Linked DNA regions of Zea mays: all the other regions are linked to region 3. Evidence: chromatin contacts called from public Hi-C data. All regions are on one chromosome and are shown on one strand. Each heading gives the region's core, a stretch centred on a gene start, on an enhancer-like site or on the middle of the called end of the contact. The rest is flanking DNA. Distances are from core to core; before and after follow the strand shown. Region 1 has its middle 51 kb from the start of LOC103641407. Region 2 holds the start of LOC100284967. Region 3 has its middle 63 kb from the start of LOC103641408.

Region 1 (3,990 bases), core at 921-3,420, 160 kb before region 3:
AATGGGTGGCGCGGAGGCGGAGGCATGAGGGGAGAGAGAAAAGAAGCAGGATGACGAACGAGGTGGCGGCAACTGAGGCGAGGACCATCATTATCGTGTGGAGGTATAGATGACCAAATGGGACGTGTCTGGCGGGCTGGTTCGGTGCACGACCCATTTAATAGTGTATGGGCCAGCCCGACACGATCGTCGTATCATGCTTGGACCGTAGCCTCGGCCCATAGTGCTGATCCGGCCCAGCACAATTATATATTTTTTATTTTACAAAACTCATATATACATATGTACAATTCATATTCAATATTAAAAACAATTGACCATGATGTTTTATTGGTTAGATGACTTCACTCAGTGTCTTTCACCCTCCTTCTATCAGGGCTTAGGTTCGAACCCCACCTCCTGCAACATTTTTGGGTTAATTTGAGATAGATGTGAGGAGTTATTTGTAAAAATATGACGCAGGAAGACCGTTGAAACTGGTGCATTAAGTATAGTATAGAAATGGATTATGTCTGGTGGGTCAGCCCTAGATATAACCCATTTAATAGTGTCGCGGTCCGGTCTGACACGATTCAATGTAGGCCCGTGTTGTGCCTAGGTCGCCTTCTGAGCCCATAGTGTCAGTATGATATGACATGATTATATTTTAATTTTAAATTATTAGTATACATAATATATATCCATTATATATTATAAATGAACATGCATGAGTTGCACTGGTTAAAAGAAGAGAGGTTAGTCCCTTAGTGGAACTGGTACGGTTTGAATCCTGTATATAATATAAATGAACATGAGCTACACTAGTTAGAAGAAGAGAGGTCAGTCACTTACTGGAACTGCCACAGTTTGAATCCTGGTCACGCTCTAATTTTAGCGATTTTTTTGGTGGGCTCGCTGGAGGTGGGCTCACGGGAGCCAGATGAGCGGACGATGAACAATGAAACTCTTACTTTAAAGGTGCAGAGACTTATGAGGCATGACAAAAGGTGTAGAGACTTGTGGGCCATGAGTAGAGATGGCCAAACGGGCCGTCCGGTCCGGCCCGGGTCCGGTGAAGCACGGCCCGTTTTGGGCCCGGCCCGTCAGGCACGGTTAGAAAACCGGGCCGGGTCTTCTAAGCCCGCGGGCTCGATTTCCTGTCCGAGCTCGGGCCGCAGCGGGCCTAAACGGGCCGGCCGGCCCAACCCGTTTAACATGAAAAAAGCAGACCCAAAGCGGGCTAAGCGGGCCGAAAAGCATGTTTTAGTGCAAAAAAAGCGGGCTCAACATGCTTAGAGGTAAACGTGTCGTGCCGAGCTAGCCCACCGTGCCTAGTTTCTTGTCCGAGCCCGACCCACTTATTCGTGTCGGGCCGGTCCGGACTCGCATAGAACCGGGCCGTGCTGGGCTCGGACCGGGACCAAACAGCGGGCTTCGTGCCGGGCTCGCGGGCCTCGTGCTTATTGACCATCTATAGCCATGAAAAAGTAGACAAGCACATCAATGCCGAGTGCAAATTTATTGTCAGAATGTATGCTAATGTCAATAAAAAAAAGTATGCTCATTAAATACATTAGCACAATATTAATAAAATAGAACGAGTGCAAATTTATCGTCACCATGTTCACTATAACGTGCCTTATGCTAATGTCAATGAAAAAATGTATGGTTATTAAATATATTGACATAATGTTAACAAATCAGAAACATCTATAAAAGTTTTATAGAAGTGGACATAGCTTTGTAGGATAAAACTCTTATGCACTATGTGATACCCAAATTCTAGGGAATAAAGGAAAGAGTACAAAATTATGTTTGGTGAATGTATTTTTACACAAATAAACCATTGTTTTCAAAGCAACTTTACTTTGTGTATCATTGTTTTCAAAATTATGTTTTCAAATAAACCATTATTTTTACACAACTAATAAATAATAAATAAAATAAATCAAAATTGTGTATCATGCTGAACTTTACTTTGTTTGCATTTAAATTGGGGTTTGTGATATAAACTCATATTCAAAAAAATATAACTGAAATTCGAATTCAATGTAAACAAGAAAAGAAAAAAACAAAGAAGGATCATACCTTCGTGGGCCGATTGCTTATCTGTTGGCCCAACTTCCCCTTGAACGCCAGCCTAACATGGCCACCTGCGTGCCGACCGCTGGAGCACCGTCGTCGGCCTCTCGGTCACCCGCACCGCAACACGTGCATCATCGCCATGTCACTGCCAGACGGGTCCCTCACTCCAGACTCTCTCCTAGCCGTCAGCCTGAGTTTGTTGCAGAACATGCGGATCGCATAACGGCCGCCGGCCGTTGCAACCCTCCGGCTAGCATCCATCTATAAACCCTGGGCATGGTTATATATATAGTTTATTAGGTGAGTACCTGTACGTTTTAATGAAAACATATAATACCATGATAATTTATATACAAAATATGTCTTATATTGTTATAAAAAATATTTCATAATTTATTTGTGATCCTAGCCATACATAAATTTTGTTATTTTAATTTAGTTGTTTCACTACTACATTGTAACCATCAGTATCATGCAGACTTCGATATATGTCATGATTTGCATGGTCTCATCATTGGAGAGCACGTGCCACACCTGCCGGTAGAAATTCCGTCATACATCGTTAGTCATCAGGCACGCACCACCATACACACTTGCTTAAACAAAAAAGACAAGTGTGTGTTTGCGAAGAGAATTAAAGTCAGACCGGCACAAAAGCTACCCCGACGATGGCGAGTGGTCATTGTTGTCGGTCCTCCTCTGCTCACCTCCGGCGCCGAGATGACGCCACAATCCTTGATATAGTAGTCGTCGAACGCGCGCGACATGGTGAGTACCGACGACTCTTGGCTGGGCTGCCAAATGAAGTGCACTCCGGGCTCATCAGCGAGGTAGTACACATGGTCGTTGCACCACCGGATGTGCTACTTCTCTACATACATCTTGTTCGAGGACACACAACAGCAACAATGGCCGTCATCCCAGCGCACAAGAATTCATGGCCGATCAGTAGCGACTTACGTAGCAGGTTGGGCTTCAGGTGGATGATGAGCTAGAAAGTATGATGGCGTCGTCGTCGGCTGCGGTGCCCAGAACAATCCGAGAGTCGTCGGCATTGGCGACGACAATGAGGTCCCCCTGTTTGACGATGGACAGCGCGGTGCAGCCGCTCTGGACCGCGAACAAGCGATGGCTGCGCTGGAGCTTGCCGTACACATCGGCGCATGGGCCACGTAGGACTGCTTAGAGAGGTCAAACTGGCAGTCGCCAAGCTTCTTCTCGTCGTCGACGAGCGACACCAAAGCGAGCGCCTCATGCTAGTGGTGTTTGTTTGGGGTTTGCAAGTAAGAAACATGGATTCATCTTTGGCATTGATTTATGAAAATGTCTTATAAGTCAGATCCATGGAAAAATATTACGGAGAATAAATGTCACACATGCAAAAAAAGGAATTTAAGTTGAAAACATTATTCAAACAAAAGAAATTGCATACAAGACTCTTCTTTAAATATTACTCCCTCAATCCAAAAATATAATTTAATAATCTCGATGATACTTATCTACTACTACACATTGTGCAAGGGTAGCAGGTGGGCTTCGGGAGAGATGTAGTATATGTTTTTACTATAATAGATGTAGACATAAACATACATGTGGTGTAGTGGTAGCTACGAGCATATTTGCTTGAGGGGTCACGGGTTCAAATCCCCTTGGGGTTTGTTTTTTTAATTAAATTTTAGCTAGGCGTGGGATATACGTGGGAATGGGAATGGTCTTTGTGGGGAGGGGGGAATGAGAAAGGAAACAGGGAATGATTACCGAACATGAGAATGGACTGTGCGGGGAGGGGGGAATCGGAAAGGCAAAACAGGGAATGGGAATAGGAATGGCAGCCTACCCCTTACTGCCTTAATAAGTTGTACAGGTATATCTAAAGCCCTGGGCTTCCAATAACTAGAGAAAGCCCTGCCTTAATAAGTTGTACAG
Region 2 (4,141 bases), core at 1,235-3,734, 220 kb after region 3:
TGTAAATTTATATTGTGTGCAAAAGTATGGAAAGAAAAACGCTAAGGCACATAAGATGAGTAAAATGCATTGTATTTTATCACTCGTTTGCTCCTTATTACTCTGAATTCGTTTATATCACTCTCCTCCCTCAAGTTACCCTTCGAAGAAGGGTCGACTAAATGGAGAAGATTCTAACTTTCTAACTTGTGTTGCCTTGTTTTTGATACCTTATGCAAGTGACCAACAAAAACATCCCTACAAAGTTGAGACAATTTCATATTTGACACTAGTGAAGTTCCTAGTTCATTTATTGGTTCTTAAAATATAAATCTTCCCTATTTCACATTGAGTGTAAATTTGGTTCCCTATATGACATTAAAATTAGTTCTGACCTCTAATGGTATTAACTTTGGTGTGAAATTTATTTACCCCTATTGTATAATTATCTAAATAATTATTTATGTATTGAATAATTATCTAATTAATTATTTATGTATGACTACTTATACTAAAAATTAGTGGTATTAAAATAATTATTTATATATGAATAGAACTACACCAAAAATATAAACTTCCTACAGTTTTTAACTTCCTACAGCTTTTATAATAATTATTTATGTATGGATACTTGTAATAATTATTAGACGTATACGTTTAATAATTATTACAAGTATTCATACATAAATAATTATTCAAACAATTTTTAATAAGGTAAAAATCATCTTTTCACTTGAAAATCAACACTCTTAGATGTCAAATTATGAATTTCAAATTATGAAAACTAAAAAAATGGACCTTAAACAATTTAAGATGAAACAAATGGATGACTACATCGTTATAGATCTCTTTGACTACTTCAACTTGATCTAAAATTTATTCTTTCAATTTGATTTAGAAATTATATAAAATTTATATTGTTGTACCTATTTTTAGATGTGCGACATATTGTTAACCGTCTCCAAAAATCGATATCGAAATATATATGGAAAGCTTAGCCGCATTGATCTTTTTTGTTTTAGATTCAAAATGGTTTTTAGGAAATAAACTAAAAGTTGTGTTACGGGAGAAGCTTTTTTGGCTTTTTGGTGTGCTAAGAAGTTAAAAAGTTTTAAAAAAACAAAAGCAAGAAAGTCTACAACTCAAATAAATGGTTGCAAAAATAATACTTTAAGAGGCGGTTAGACCTCCAGTAGGCTCTAAAATAAAGGAGGGTGAAAAGCTTAAGAGCATCTTCAAAGACTAGCTAAATAGCTTGTCAAGCTAAATTTTAGCTACTTAATAGCATAATAGCTCTCCAACATACTATCCATTTAACTTGCTAAGTTATCCGGCTCTCTAAATTAACTCCTTAACTAGCCAAATTTGGCTAGCAACTCTCGCTAGTCAAACTAATTTGTATGTTGGAGAGACTGTTGGAATAAGATGTTATATATAAAATTTAATATTTATGGAAAGACAAATAAAGAGTCAAATAGAGAGTAAAAAATAAAGAGTCTCTTGGAGATGCTCTAACCATCTTTAAAAAACAATGATTTTAAAGGGCAGTTTTGGATCTGTTTATTTTAAAGAAATTGAAATCTAATTAATAGAGTAGGCTAATTAATTTGGAATTGACATCCTACAACTTTCCAAAGTTTAGATATAATCTCATCTTAAATTTAACACCAGACTATAGTTCTACCCCAAAATTTATAACACACTCTTCAGTTCGTTCCTCTATAATAGAAATGTAGCACATATATAGATATCATCATATATGGCCAACTTTAGTATACAAATAGATTCCATATAAAAAATTATATTAGCATAATTGATATGTACCTAGATTATGATTATTAGGTTGTTCGCAGCAGATGATATAAAGTAGTGGATTTGGATCGTAGATTACACTGTTTATAAAGTAATGTTTGAAATAGAGGATAAGATAGAGGGTGTTACCTTATAATGGAAGTCAATTCAAAGGATCAAAGGACTAATTAAAGTTATTTTCAAAGCTGATATTGATAAAAGCAATCTCCATGCCTCTAACATTGGTTTATATAGGAGTACATTTGGTCCTATTTGGAAGCAATGCAGTTTTTAAGAAACTAATTTTTATATTTTAGCTATGAGAAGGTGGCTTCTTCGGTTTTAAGAAACTTAGAATCCAATATCTATAAACTAACGTATAAACTGATATGTTTAGAACCAATCAATTTCTATAAGCCAGTTTATTAAAAACTGGGTGCTTCCAAACATATCCTTAGATCGTCCTTAAATTAACACAAAACTTCTATAGTTTGAATTTTCAAATCCTATAAAAGAATTTCTCTCTTAAATTTATTTAAAATATGCATGCTCAAACGGATACTGATTCATGTCATGCGAATAGAGAATGAAAACAAAAAAAATATTGCGTGTGTGAGGAAGAGGACATCCCAGTATCATATCCTATAGGAGGACCTTCGCCACCCGTTCCCTCACTAATCCTATATAAATGACTGAGGAAGAGCTTCTATTGTCAAGTCATAGAACGGGGTTGCGAGGTAGCCCAATTCTACAGCACTAGTCTTTTTCGTCTCGGTCGCCATGTCCTTCAGCGATGACGAACCGATCATCCCTTCTCCAAACTCAGGTTCATTCGTGAACACGAATAAAAATTGAACCAAATCATTTTTGCTTTGAATCGATTTAGTTTGCGTTGCATTGCTGATATATATCGATGGAGAAGCAAGAAGAGAATGCGTTTACATCCATATATGCGGCTGAAATATTAACAATGGAGATGGGAATGGTGAGATGCAGGGCCGAGGCCGACGCCGATCGTGCCCGGGAGGGTGCAGCTGGTGAGCAAGAACAACAACATGGCTCCACTGGAGGAGAATACCCAGAAGGTGCTGCTTGAGCTGACCGGCGGCGACTCCACCAGCGACCGGTCGGGGCTTGACCTGGTGGCCGTGCTGGACGTGAGCGGCAGCATGCAGGGCGAGAAGATCGAGAAGATGAAGACTGCCATGAAGTTCGTGGTGAAGAAGCTCAGCTCCATCGACCGCCTCTCCATCGTCACCTTCCTGGACACCGCCAACAGGATCTGCCCGCTGCGGCAGGTGACCGAGGACTCCCAGCCGCAGCTGCTGAAGCTCATCGACGCCCTCCAGCCCGGCGGCAACACCAACATCAGCGACGGCCTCCAGACGGGGCTCAAGGTCCTCGCCGACCGCAAGCTCAGCTCCGGTCGCGTCGTTGGCGTCATGCTCATGTCCGACGGCCAGCAGAACCGGGGCGAGCCAGCCGCCAACGTCAAGATCGGCAACGTGCCGGTGTACACCTTCGGGTTCGGCGCGGACTACGACCCCACGGTGCTGAACGCGGTGGCCAGGAACAGCATGGGAGGGACCTTCTCCGTCGTCAACGACGTGAACTTGCTGAGCATGGCCTTCTCCCAGTGCCTCGCCGGCCTGCTCACCGTGGTTGTGCAGGACCTCACCGTCACGGTGGCGCGCATCGAGGATGAGTCCACCCTACAGAAGGTGGCCGCCGGGAACTACCCGCAGACGCCGGACGCAGACGCCGGCTCGGTCACCGTGGCCTTCGGCGACCTCTACAGCAAGGAGGTGCGAAAGGTGATCGTTGATCTCCTCCTCCCCGCCATCGACAGCGACCGTGGCGCGGACATCCTGGAGGTGACCTACTCGTACAAGACGGCAGGAAAGCTGTTCGACGCGCCGCCCGCCACGGTGACGGTGCGGCGCAGCGGCACGGCTTTCCCGGCGGATGATCCGCCAGTGGACGTGCAGACGGAGGAGGCCCGGCTGAAGACGGCGACGATGATCCAGCAGGCGAGGACGATGGCGGACGGCAAGAAGCTGGGCGACGCGCGGGACAAGCTGGCGGAGGCCCAGAACGCGCTGGAGGACGTGGTGGCGCAGTCCGACCCGCTGCTGGACGCCCTCAGGACGGAGCTGCAGGAGCTACTGAAGCTGATGAAGTCGCAGGACGTGTACGAGAAGCAGGGCCGGCCCTACGCCATGTCGTCGGAGACGTCGCACGACAGGCAGCGGTTCGCGGCGAGGGGCGACATCGAGAGCAATCGCCTCTTCTCGACGCCGCGCATGGACAAGTACCTGGAGCAGGCCAAGAAGTTCGACGAGGACCCGGCTGCGCCGCTGCCTTCGGCGGA
Region 3 (4,502 bases), core at 915-3,414:
TATTGCTTTACATGGTTTTGGGATAATATTTTATTATATCCATGTTCCAGTTATTTTTTTATGTTATTTATGTTCATGTCAATATCATTAAATGTTAGTTGGAACATGGAGCTTAACTTGAGAAACACGTGCCGCCACAAGGGTTTAATGGGACGCCCTTGGCCAACTAACTAGGAAAGCTAGTGGAAGACTATCTTACCTGAAAGGGGCAAGGGCAGTAGGGGATTGCATGCAAGGAGGTTCTCGGGTTGATTTTGCTGCGATGGCGGTCAGACGGGGGATTCTTGCAAGTGCTCTTCCCATAAACTGTAGCGGGTTTTCGGAAGCTAGTGGAACTTTGTAAAGGCCTCGTAGTGGATCCCTAGCCATTCACCTCGGTAGTGTCTAAGGGCCTAGCTAACCCTGGTGACATGGGATACACGACTTGTGGGTAAAGGGTACAACCTCTGCAGAGTGTAAAACTGGTATACTAGCCGAGCTCACGGTCATGAGCGGCTCAGGACTCTCCGATGATTAAATTATGGAACCTAAACTCAATCTGTCATTTGCATTTGCATGGGTTTATTATTAATTTTGTTCTATTATTCTTATTATGGTTTGGTATTTACTTACACTTAGTAATTGCTAATAAAATTTTGACCAACTTATAAAAGCAATGCTCAGCTTTAACCATTCTCTTTGATAAGCCTTACACTTCATGAGCTCCCACCTTTGGTGAGTTCATGTCACATTATTCCCCACAACTTGTTGAGCGATGAACATGTGTGAGCTCACCCTTGCTGTCTCACACCCCCACAGGAGAAGAACAGGTGGTTCAGGAGGAGCCACAAAGTGAGGAGTTTGATCTGATCTAGGTGACGTTTCTCAGTTGACATTGGCGCCAACGACGATCCTTGGTTCGTTTTATATTTATATTTTATTTTGTAATAAGACTTCCGCTATGTAATAAATACTCTGATGTTTTATGACATTTATCTCTATACACTCTGTTATTATATATGTTGTCTTCTTGGCGCATGTATGAGATGCACCCGGCTTTGTCCCTTAAAGCCCGGGTGTGACAGGACCACGCATATTAGTTTCAATCCCTATGATCTCGTGCGTGAGTGGTATCCCTCTCAAGATACTGTTTTATTCTCTTTCCTCTTTACTCACATGCCACATCATCTTTCATTATACATGACATGTATTAAATGACTATCACTGTCCACTAGGAATAGCCTTTGGTTCAGTCGAATAGCCCCAGTACATAGGAGATTAATGCTTTTACCTGCCAAACACATGCACATGATGGTAAGTTGAACTACTAACGGTTACTCCCACCATCTTAATGCTATGTCCAACAGATCGTGCATATGGCCGTGCTAAGCACTGTTTTATACTGTAGTCTGTATTGTTTATAAAGTAGAGTTCATAATAAGAGATAGAGATGATGGTAAGCTACCCGAGATAGACTAACTAAATTAACTTACGACTCATTCCAACTTTCTTCAAGAATCGAAGAATCTTATGTTTAACTAAATTTTTATAATAAAATAATACTAATATTTATGATATTAAATAAACAAGGTGTGCTACATTATTCATGAATTATATGTCTCCAGTGTATCTAGTTGATGTCATGAATCTTTGTAATCTTCTCTATAATTTCGATCAAATTTATATAACATCTTGACTATTAAAAAAATAAAATTACTTACAATTTAAAATAGAAGATGGAGTAATTTGATGTATGCATTAGAATAAAATCTAGCTAGTAGCTTCTTGGATCTACTTTGAGTCTTGTCCTAGTCTAATTTATAAACTGCACAGTGTAAACCCTATAAACTCATTCTATGTTATCGTGAAGGTGCACATGCATGTGGGCCAGAAACTATGTACTCCCTCCGTTTCTTTTTATTTGTCGCTGGATAGTGTAAAAATTACACTATCCAGCGACTTACACTATCCAGCGACAAATAAAAAGAAACGGAGGGAGTACTTAGATAAGATCGCCGAGTGCAAATTGCGATCAAGTTCGCTGTATATATATACAGTACTGTGTATGGGACCAAATTTCCAAAAAAAAGGACACACATTTAGTTTTAGGGCAGATGTAGTACTACGTACTACTCTTTAAATGAATGCTTTCGTTACCTGCCAACCACGTGTACGTATGTCGGAAGGTTTGACATCACGTTCTCCAGCAATGCAGGCTCAACACGTATGGATGTGCTTCACGTGGCCAGGAGCCTGACGTGACCACTGTGTATGGAACCAAATTAAAGATATGTTTGGGACACCTTCGACTCTACAAATATGTGGAATGAAAGCTCTAAGATTTTAGAAGACATTTAGATAAGTCATTTTGTTTATTATTTATATTAAAAATATTTCTAAAACTATTTAAATTGATATTATAAACTACAACTCTACACAGGAGCTGGAACCTGAGCTATCTCCAAACACCCCCTAAATGTATAGACTAGAGATGGCAATGGGTACCCGCAACCCGATACTTGATGAGTATTTACTTTATTAGGGTATATATATGGCCCAAATATTGTTTGTACATCAACTAAAAGTTGGGGAATTCAATAGCTTCAAGCACTATTTACATTTTTTTTTTCTGGACGACAGAGATAGTACGTTGGATATTAATGTTGTTTTTACCTGCCCAATGTATTACGTGGCAAGTTAGACTCAAGTGAGTGCGTATAGTGATTATCATGTATGAACTGCAAAACTATTTGTGTATTTGATGACACAAAACCTATCGTTTCTCACTTGTTATGCCGAGGATTTTTGAAGGATTACATGATTTCGACAAAACATGAAGAGACTAGCTCTTCACCTTATACAATTGGAAACCCTAAGAACATCGATTTCCACTGAAAAGCCCTTTTCCACTAGCCAGCGATTGCTTTAAAAGAACCACGAGTGGAAATATATTTCCACTGACTGTTCTAAAATAATTTGCACTAGCCACAACGTAGGCTAGTGTTGTATTATGTACTCTCTCCGTCCCATAATATTAGTCGTTTTAGATCTTGGTTTTCATGTCTATATTCAAATAGATGATAATAAATCTTGACACATACAAAACACATACATCAATAATTCGTGTTGAGCTGCCCTGTAGCCGCAGCTACTGTAGCTATTCAGACTGCTGCATCTGCAATCTATAGAGACAAAATACTGTAGAAGCCACAACCAGATTAAAGCCACAATAAGCTTCGTTTTATCGTCATAACTGGATATGACAATATATATACACATATAAAAATTTGTAATTATAGGGTAGCGTGCAACATTAATTTCGTTAGGCCTACAGTAGATAAGGTCGATGGATTTGAACAACAGATTATACTGCTACAGAGAGCAGACGAGGGCTAAGCTAGAATTTTATTCAAGAATGTCACTATGCTATAATATTACATGTGCGTACGTACGGGTACGTGTTTCACGTGGTCAGGTCAGGTCAGGAGCGGGACGTACGTGTCCACTGTATGCATGGGGCGACACTGTAAATGGACGATATGCATCATCAGTTAACCTTTGTTTGTATGTTTTCTCCACGACGACATGGACAACGCCAGGTTGTCGATATGCATCGTGCAAGTATCACGCTGGATCGTCCAAGCAATCATTGGTCGTCGATCCATCATTTGAATAGCATATCTACACATGCATGGGCTGGCCAACCCTTATACTTTAATTCATTGGTGCGCTAGGTTACATTCGCCTTGTCAAATCTGTAGGATAATAATCTACTTGTGTGATATTGATATTGTATTGGTGTTGATACAAAAGTCATTAACACAATCCCTCGCTACAACTGTCAGTGATAGATTTGTCAATGAGATCAATGCTTATATTCTAGATTTGTCAATGAGATCGACGATCAAATAGGTAACCACTGTCAGAGACTGACATTGATACAAAGGTTTCCAATATACATCACCGCTGTACAGTAACCCGCCTCGCTGTCCATTCTTTATTTTGTTGTTGGTCGCGCTAATTTCCTGCTCCCGAAGCATTTCCCTCTCTAACTTTTGCCTCCTTGGTTGCGTTTGGTTACCGGATAGCTAGGACGGGGACGTTTCCTGGCGTTCTCTCTCGTCCCTCTAATTTTGAGGGATAACTAGGGCAACACTGGGATAGTCCTATCCCAACCTCTGACCCTGAACCAAACAATCTTATTTGAGGGATCGTCCCGTTCCATGACATCCTGTCATTGCAACCAAACGCACCTACGTGGTCGGAACAGAATGATAAATTTTCGTAAAAATCGGAACACGGGTTACTTTCATTTTACGTGTATTTTTAGATTCTCAAACTTGTTTTTTAGGTCATATAGGCCTTATATTTTGACATGATATTTATAGGTTCATAGCCCGCCGGGATTTGTCATATAGGCCTTATATTTTATATATTTTTAGGTTGTCTTCTATGGCATCACCTATTGTACCATCTATTAACTACACATTGTAAAATAATATTGTCTACAGTGTAAAATAGTG

What was found. Hi-C and Micro-C count contacts between places; a contact is called where the count stands out from the background.
Region 1: a Hi-C map of leaf shows a contact between it and region 3, with 4 times the contacts expected there. The contact joins two enhancer-like sites.
Region 2: a Hi-C map of leaf shows a contact between it and region 3, with 4 times the contacts expected there. The contact joins the promoter of LOC100284967 here to the enhancer-like site in region 3. A contact is called at or near these places in 3 of 25 Hi-C or Micro-C datasets (ear, leaf and tassel).

Annotation. Positions count from the first base shown.
Region 1 is chr10:94,126,686-94,130,675 of Zm-B73-REFERENCE-NAM-5.0, forward strand. No RefSeq gene overlaps it. Among protein-coding and RNA genes, the nearest start is that of LOC103641407, 51 kb to the left of the region's middle. Within about 2 kb of position 2,171, at least 17 of the 20 cell types and tissues checked have an H3K27ac peak or open chromatin away from gene starts, as enhancers often do. A contact at or near this core is called in leaf, where this site is marked.
Region 2 is chr10:94,504,055-94,508,195 of Zm-B73-REFERENCE-NAM-5.0, forward strand. LOC100284967 reads left to right here and starts at 2,485. Exons shown (of 2, transcript NM_001157862.2): 1 at 2,485-2,596; 2 at 2,767-4,141. The coding sequence starts at 2,551.
Region 3 is chr10:94,285,502-94,290,003 of Zm-B73-REFERENCE-NAM-5.0, forward strand. No RefSeq gene overlaps it. Among protein-coding and RNA genes, the nearest start is that of LOC103641408, 63 kb to the left of the region's middle. Within about 2 kb of position 2,165, at least 14 of the 20 cell types and tissues checked have an H3K27ac peak or open chromatin away from gene starts, as enhancers often do. A contact at or near this core is called in ear, leaf and tassel, where this site is marked.